3 separate regions of the Mus musculus genome follow, and all the other regions are linked to region 3. A link is a contact called in public ChIA-PET and promoter capture Hi-C data. All regions are on one chromosome and are shown on one strand. Each heading gives the region's core, a stretch centred on a gene start, on an enhancer-like site or on the middle of the called end of the contact. The rest is flanking DNA. Distances are from core to core; before and after follow the strand shown.

Region 1 (2,700 bases), core at 126-2,625, 260 kb before region 3:
TTTTTAAAATCTTTTTATAAATTCATTGCAAAGCTGGCCCAAGACCACAGAATGAAAGATTTAAAAAGCTAGAACCCTAAGTGACACGTGATAAACACATGGATTCTTGCCAAAAGCTAGAGCTTTTGCCCACTGGCGGCCACACAACATGTGGACCTTTCACTACACAGGACCCAAGGCCAGGCTCTTTACAGAATGGCAAAACCTAGGGCCTGTTTGGACTTCAGACTTGGAAGTCGAATAGAATACCACCTTAGTGCTAAGGATCCACATGGCCACGTCCTCAGGGTCCTAGACAGAAACAGAAGGTAAAAGAAAGGAAAGTGTCTCTCCTTCAAAAGACCGGAACAGAGTCCCCTGAAACCTTGCAACACTCCAGTGGATTTTGCAACCTAAAGTTTTGTTATCTCAAAAACCTCAGAGTGTGTTTGTTTAACAGCAAACTCGAGCTGCGTTCCTAGACTGCCAATAGATAAATACAATTCCTCCCAGGAAGGTCACAGAATCAGCCAAGGCCTTCAACAATTCTAACAGACAGAGCTCTGAGCACAGAGAAGCCTGTCCTGGTTACAAACCAAAGAGAAACAGCAGGGGCGAAACAAAGGGGCTCAGGTCAGAAATATTAGACATTAGTAATGCCATGTAGACAATTCATTTATGTACATACATACATACATTTTATGTATATGTATTTGGCATATTTTATGTTTAATTACATATATATGTATAGATAAATAGTCTTAAATAATAATGAAAAAATGATGGTAAGCATATGCTAAAATGATTTTTCCAGAAAAAAAATTGTATGAAGACTTGTTAGGTTCCTGGGACTTGTATCTTGGTCGAACGTCAACCTTGCGTTGCTTTCCAATATTGTATTTAATATGCTTTTCTCCAAAAGTCAGATTATATACTTATTTTCTAGGTTACCAACTGCATGGTAAATCAGTGTTGTCCAAAGTTGTACTCACTAACTATATAGCCCAGGATGGCCTCAAACTCACAGTAATCCTCCTGCCTCTGTTTGGATTACCAACACTCACCAAGTTAAAGTAAAGCTCTGTTTTATTTTCAAACAGTATCTCACATAGCCCAGGCTGGCCTTGAACTCCTGATCTGCCTGCATACAGCTCACGAATTAGGATTATAGGTGGTAACACCACACCCTGCTTAATAAGGGTTTTTTAAAAGCTACAAAATAAGACTTTTAGGTAAGTTGGCAAACTGCAATCTGCCTCTATGACACAGTACAAAAGTGTCAAAATTAAAACACAGACTCTATTCCAAAAAGGAAGTGTTTCTGAAACCCTTCAAGCATGACAGTCAAATGAGTAGAAACAGGACATGTGGCTCGGGGTTCACCACACCTATCTCATCCAGGAAATAAACCAGGAAGTCTGGTGAGAAGAAACAGACAGCCTGCCCACAGGCCGGAGCCAGCTCCCACAAGCTTCTAACTACTTCTAGTTTTGCTGAGAGTGTGACTTCTCTGTCAGGACTGGTGATAGCAGCTGAGAAGGGCTGCTCCAACTCAGAGAGCTAGGGTGAGTGCCATCTTAAGAAGAAACCTATGGTTAAAAGTGAACTGGGGGTGGGGTGAGGAGGGGCGGTGGTGGTGCATCCCTTTGATCCCTGCACCTCAGAAGGCAGAGGCAGGTGGATTTCTGAGTTAAAGGCCAGCCTGGTCTACAGAGTGAGTTCCAGGGCTACACAGAGAGATCCTGCCTTGTAAAACCAAACCAAACAAACAAACACATTAAAGAAACAGAACAAAAAGCACCTGGGCTGAGAATGGTAAGATGGCTCAGCTGGTAAAGGTGCTTCCTGCCAAGACCGAAGGCCTGAGTTCAAGTTCCCAGGACCCACATGATAGGAGGAGAACACCGACTCCCAACACTTGTCCTCTGATGCCACACATGTGCCACAGCACAGTGATACTGGGGGGCAGTAGGAACATAACGGAAGGTCACCTAGAGTTCAAGGCCAACCTGGGCTATAGAGTAAATGCTGTCTCAAAGCAACAAGTGCTGTGAGATAGCTCAACCATCTATCTGTCTTCAGTACCTGGAACCCAGAGTAGACCAAAGTTCCAACTCCCGAAGCTGACCTCTGACCTCCACACATGCTGTGACTGACCTCTGACCTCCACACATGCTATGGTACATGTGCACCCACACTCACACATGTACATCATACACATACAATAAATAATAATAATAATAATAATAATAATAATAATAAAAGCAAAGGAAATAGAAACCCATCTTTGTGTATTAACTTAAAAATTAATTTTAAAAACTGAAATGGAAGATATGACAGTATAGTTGGTTTAGACATAATAGCAAAATACAAAAAAATCCTGACTTTAAGATGCAATTCTTTAAACAACAGCTCTTCCCAGCAGTCCATTTAGCCCTTGTGACCCAACTATCCTGCAGTTTTCCTCTAGCAAATCCTGCGAAGATGATTTACCCTTCTCCCTACCCTGCTCTGTGGGCTCTGAACTGCTAACCCTTTACCTGGAAACTCACTACCAATCTCTAAAAAGTATAACTACGAGGTGACAGATAGGCCTGGTCTAACCACTGCCAACACTGTCAAGATCTGATCCATACACATAATCAGTTACTTCACTGATAACTTGTAAAGAATGTGTCACACATCAATAAGTTAAGCAAAACCCAGTGGGGGGGGGGGGCG
Region 2 (2,700 bases), core at 74-2,573, 280 kb after region 3:
AGTTGTTTTTGCCTTCACAGGAAAAAAGAGAGAGAGAAAGAAAGAGGGGGTGGGCAGAAAGGGGGCTTATGTACATAGTTATGAATGTGTGGAGCTCCTTGTAAATGTTTCTAAGATCACAGAGATGTAAAGCTGTCTCCTCCAGACAAGCAGGCTAACGGCTTAAGTGTCCGTGAAATTTTAGATCTGTGATCATACAGATGACCAAGAAGCTACTTTCTATAAAACACAGTCCCTAGTGGGGTGGGATGAGAGAAACTGCTTGTAATGGGATATATTAAACCATCTTCGCAGACAAGATCCAAACAAGCTAAGAGCAACGGTAAAGCGGGATGCAACTGTGGAGGTAGTTAGGCTTCACGTCTGTGTGCACGCCGGTAGCCAAGAGATTTACCCAGCTCCCGTGTGGGCGCATCTGTCCCTCCTTTAAATCCGATTTCTCACCATCTGCTCCTTTACTCCAGCCTTGGCTGTAAATAAAAAAGCGATGCACAGCAATGTGTTGTGTTGCCAGGCAGCAATCTGTGGATCTCCAAAAGTCAATTCTGAGATGAAAGTCTGGGGGCTTCATTAGTTTCCCTGACAATAGAAAGTGTGGGAGAGTTGACAGTGATTTTAGAAACTGGATTTCCAACTGCCCTTGGTAAACATGGAGTGCTTAATTGTCTGGTTTTTAAGAATCCTGTAAGCAACCCTGAAACGAGTTGGGAGGATTCAGCATTCAGAGAAGGGTTTCCCTTGCCCTGAAGAACAGTGAGGACCTTGTGAGACCCCCGTCCCCACAGCCACAGTGAACAAGTCAAGGAGAACCCGAGGAACAGCTGTGGCGCCCTGGGACCTTGATGCTTCCAAGTTTGCAGCAGGGAGGGAGGGGGGGAGTGAAGGACAGAGGAGTCAGGCATGACTTGAAGACTGGTATCTAGGAAATAAGTTTGTGGCCCTGAGAATGTGCCAGAAGAGCCAACCATCTGGCAGCTGTGGGGAGGGATCAGCTGACCTCTGACCTCCAGCTGGGGCCTTAACAACTATATAAAATTTATAACACACCCTTCCTGAGGGAAACCTGGTATACCACACGTCTTCAAATGAATCCAGCTAGTTCTTTTCGGTCTCATGGGTAAAGTGTAAAAAGGAGAAAAAAAAAATTTTTTTTTTTAAATCATGTTTAAAGAGGTCACTCACTGCTATGGCAGAGAAGACCACACCCACTCTGCTAGGCAACAACAGGGAAAGCAAACTCCATGTCGCCACCAGGTCTCAGTCCAGACAGCAGCAGGAGCGGGTAGAATTCACTCCCAGGGTGCACGGTGATCACTGTGAGTCATTGTTCATTCACAGCTCCCTTCCCATTGTAAGGAGGGACTTGCCAATTTGGAGCCCTGTGGTAAGCCAGCAAGCTCTTGGCAATTGCAGCTGGGGCCTGAGGTCGTGTAAAGATTGTTAGTCAAATAAGTAAATGCCCGGAGGGTGATGGGGGGGGGGGCATCACGCTTCTTGCTGTCTGGAGGAAATTACAATTCAGACAATAGACTGTGTTGCTAGACTGTGTGGTCCAAGAGCTGGTGCAAACGCAGAGCTTTGAGTAGACATAGATATTGAATTAGTGTAAAGGTAAATACATGTGTATGTGGTTACACACACACACAAATTCATAGATAGATAGATACATACATACATACATACATACATACATACATACATACATAGATAGATATAGATACATATGTAGGTGGGTATACACACACATACATTTGTGTGTGTGTATTTCCTGGTTCTCTAGGCTGAGAAGGTTAGAAGCAAGGATATCCTGACAGTAGTGAGCATGCCTAGATAAGAGTTCAGCTTCTAAATATCATTCTCCACTTAAATGGTTGACTACACTAGGGCTGGAGTGTTGAAAATAAACTATGGGACAGGGGCATTTATACTATGAAGTAAGGAGATGTTTAAAGCGTGTTGGGGATATAGCAAAAGCACCCAGAAGTTGGCTGCCCTGAAGGGCTTCTTACAGGTCGAGGCTGATCTGGGACTCCTGGGTTCAGGAGAACCCCAGACCTCAGCTTTCTGAGTAGCTAGGACTACAGGTGGGGTCACCATGCCCAGCAATAGTTCCTGATTTTAACGCTTAGAGTACAACAGGAATCCATGGGTCTGTACTAATTAAGAGGGAATAAACAAGGTTGGGGAGCTAGTTCCATGAGCAAAGCGCCTGCTTTGCAGACACAGAGACATGAGTTCAATCCCCAGGATTCTGAGGACAAGTTAGGAGTGAAGGCATGAACCTGGGTTCCCGTGGCTTGGGAGTCAGAGGCACATGGATCCATGGGGCAACCTGTGGCTTGGCTAGTTCCAGGCTCATGTTAGATCTATAGCTCAAAAACAAAACCACCAAACAAAATGCCCAGGAAAACTCAGGTACATGATGTCCGAGGAACTACGCCCAAGGTTGTCTTTTGGCCTCCACATGCAGGCACACACATGAGCCGTTTTACACAAGAACAAAACAAAATGTGCAAATAGAGAAAAGAAGCAACCTTTGTCTTTCAATGGAAGCTTTAAGGTATCTTATGACCAAATACTTAGGTGTCGCTCTGTGAAAATCTCTCGTCAAATACTGACTTTAGCAAGCGGACAAATTGGTAGCTTTTCCCTCCTGGCACGATGCAATGAGGAGAGCAAAGCCTTACCTCAGAGATTCTT
Region 3 (2,700 bases), core at 133-2,632:
GTCTTACTATGTAGCCTATCCTAGACCGCAGATATATGCCTGCCTCTGCCTCAGGAATGGTGGGATTAAAGGGGACGACTAATCCCCCCTCCCCCTCCCTCACCCCCACCCCACACTGTTCTCCTGTGATAAGTATTTTCTAATGTGAACCCGCATCTTGTTTTCAGGTAACAGTTCTGGGACACAAAACCCAACATCTTCACAAACTTTAAGAAAGTTATTAATTTAATACAATAATTTTAAATTTGCCCTAAATTGATTTAGAGCCTATGCAAATAATTTAGCATCTTTAATGCCTGAACCTGTTTCTCAGGACGATAACATGCACAAGTGCTTTCAGCTTGCTCACCCGGCTTGCATAAATTCAGGGAATGGCAAGCACATTGAGCTCAATGTGAAATTACAACCCAAGCAATGTAGGCATGGTTAATTATTGACAATCTTGACTTTCCGGATTCTCGGTTGTATTATAAAGCCGTAGACCTCAATCGTGAAAAGATCGCATTATTTCTTTCTTCCAACGTGAGCTATCAAATCTCCGGAGGGAACCTGGCTGAGTAGAGATGACCCTCACACCTGGCCCTAGATCCAAGTGACAGTGTTAAACATATCCTTTTCCCAAATTGTAAACGCCTTACCCATCCTACTGGAGACATAAGTCTTTAAACGAAGTAATTGTATAAGGACCATCCACGCCCTGTTGTTCCCCCCCCCCTTTTCTTCGTTTTTATCAGGAGCCTGACAGATCACTGACTCCAGATTAAAAAGAATGTCTTATCAGACTCCACAATCAAGGACACAGCTTGACAACGTTCGCATTCATCTTCAAGGCAACGTCTGGGCTCGCTCTTAATCGCCGGGCCATCACACCCGGAAATGAAACCGCCAGCGCAGCCCACTCTGCACAGTCTCATCCTAAGTTGTGCCCCTTGGCGCTCTGAGCGCACGACCGCAGGACACCGCTGCCCTCTCCGGCCCAGGGCCTGCAGGTCACTCGCGCTCCCCGACCACCAAGCGGGCCCCGTAGGGGCTCAGCGAGAGCGCGCTCCTCGGCCACCAGGAGGGCGGCGTAGGGACCGAGCTAGAGCGCGCTGCCCGCCGGGCCGCCGACACCGGCTTCGTGTGACAGAAGGGCGACACCAGGGCCAGGAGCCTCTGGGGACCGTCCTTAGCAGCGAGCACCGGTCACCGCAAGGACTCCCGATCGCCCGCAGCCCCGCATCCGGCCCCTGAGGGAGGTGCCCCGCCCCCCGCCGCCCGCGCTTTCCCTCCCTCCCTCCCTCCTTCCCGTCGTTCCCGGGCGAGGGGTCGCGCGCCCTCTCCAACCGCGCCACTCACCTGGCGGGCCTCAGGCTCGCTCCATAGCCGCCCGCGCGGTGCGGTGAGGCGCGGCCCCGGCCGCCCCCGCCGCCTCCGGGGAGGGGCAGCCCCACGCCGCACTCACCGCCCCGGGCCGCCGCCGCCACCACTGCGGCTCCCGCCCACCGCCGGCCCGGCCATTCCCCGGTCGCCGCTCCCCGCGGAGCCGGCCGCTCCACACCCACCCCCGCCTCCGCGCTGCCTGGCTGTTGGTACGGTCCTAGCGGAACGCCCTCCCTGCAGCCAATCCCAGTGCGCACCCGGCGCAGCTCCGCCCCCGTTGCGGGTAGGCGGGACTACCGGGCAGCTCCGGACCGCCCCCTTTAACCCTTTCACCCTCATTCCTGCAGCGCTGGGCTCCGCAGACACCGTCGGCGGATTTCTCCAAGCCTGTTTACATAAACTAGCTTCTGGCTTCTCTCTTACCTTCACAATTTCTTTCCTGCAGTCATCTAGGTGAAGTCCTATTCTGAAGAGATAATTTCTTCTTTCTTTCGCTCTGCCTTGACTTCTCCTTGGAGATTCTGCCCCAAAGTGCCCTTCCCTGACCAAAAGAGGCCAGACTTCCCACCTTGGAAATCGCTCCAGCTTTGGCCCAGAGCAGAGCTCCCCTACTGTACCTTTTCAGTAGCTCTTAACAAAATCCTGTTTATTTTATTATAATAGCTTTTTTTTTTTTAATGTTTGTGCCTTGCAATGGACTGTAAGCCCTAAGAGGGCAAATCCAGCGCGACTTGGTTTCCAGTGCCCTGCACTCACCCACTAGGCTCCTGAAGAGTCAATGAGCTGCTCCTCCCCTTAACGTGTGTCCACTCCACACACAGTAGCTACTGTATAATGCATACGTTTATTCACCATATAGACAGCTTCCATGTAGTCTGTTTGACCCTAAAATATTATGGTGTACGTTCTACATTGGATATGATTTGTGCGGGGGGGGGGGGAGTTTGGGGACTAAGCAGGAATTTCTTTCAAGAGGGAAAGAAACGATCTCTCTCTCTCTCCCTCTCTCTCTCCCTCCCTCCCACCCCCCACTGTATGCCACTGGGCATGTCATGTAGTGCCTCTGAGTATAAGGCTCCTTGGGAAATGGAAGTTAAACACAGTACCTACTTGACAGGATTGTGGTGAGATTTAAATAGTAAATGTGTGGAGAAAATACAATTATTGTGTGAAGTTAGTTTAATGTGTGTGTGTGTGTGTGTAGCACTTTCGATCAGGACACCCAGAGAAACTATTGGACTTGACACCCTACCCCAGAAGACTTAGTGAGGGAAAGCAGCTTTAATCACTGCTGGAAGCACTCATCACTGCAAGGCGTACAAAGGGCAGCGTAGACAG

The links. Promoter capture Hi-C pulls out the DNA fragments that hold promoters and counts their contacts. ChIA-PET counts read pairs in DNA pulled down with a chosen protein or histone mark.
Region 1: an RNA polymerase II ChIA-PET map of memory CD8 T cells shows a contact between it and region 3, with 13 read pairs. The contact joins the enhancer-like site here to the promoter of Fam20b in region 3. A contact is called at or near these places in 2 of 39 promoter capture datasets (the C10 cell line and neutrophils), 1 of 484 Hi-C or Micro-C datasets (B cells), 6 of 115 datasets of contacts at active chromatin or transcription factors (bone marrow-derived macrophages, embryonic stem cells, extraembryonic endoderm stem cells and 2 more) and 3 of 9 other capture datasets (adipose tissue, liver and pancreatic islet).
Region 2: a contact with region 3 is called in a promoter capture Hi-C map of pre-B cells, with 2.5 times the contacts expected there. The contact joins the enhancer-like site here to the promoter of Fam20b in region 3. A contact is called at or near these places in 6 of 39 promoter capture datasets (the C10 cell line, HPC-7-derived erythroid cells, hippocampal neurons and 2 more), 4 of 115 datasets of contacts at active chromatin or transcription factors (bone marrow-derived macrophages, embryonic stem cells, pancreatic cancer cells and 1 more) and 2 of 9 other capture datasets (adipose tissue and pancreatic islet).

The regions. Positions count from the first base shown.
Region 1 is chr1:156,458,471-156,461,170 of GRCm38.p6, forward strand. The region is part of intron 2 of Soat1 (sterol O-acyltransferase 1); the gene reads right to left. Among named protein-coding and RNA genes, the nearest start is that of Soat1, 15 kb to the right of the region's middle. Within about 2 kb of position 1,376, at least 137 of the 459 cell types and tissues checked have an H3K27ac peak or open chromatin away from gene starts, as enhancers often do. A contact at or near this core is called in B cells, adipose tissue, bone marrow-derived macrophages and 3 more, where this site is marked.
Region 2 is chr1:156,996,783-156,999,482 of GRCm38.p6, forward strand. No RefSeq gene overlaps it. Among named protein-coding and RNA genes, the nearest start is that of Gm39685, 8.4 kb to the left of the region's middle. Within about 2 kb of position 1,324, at least 107 of the 459 cell types and tissues checked have an H3K27ac peak or open chromatin away from gene starts, as enhancers often do. A contact at or near this core is called in bone marrow-derived macrophages, embryonic stem cells, pancreatic cancer cells and 2 more, where this site is marked.
Region 3 is chr1:156,717,528-156,720,227 of GRCm38.p6, forward strand. It overlaps Fam20b (family with sequence similarity 20, member B), which reads right to left and starts at 1,383. Exons shown (of 8, transcript NM_145413.4): 1 at 1,339-1,383.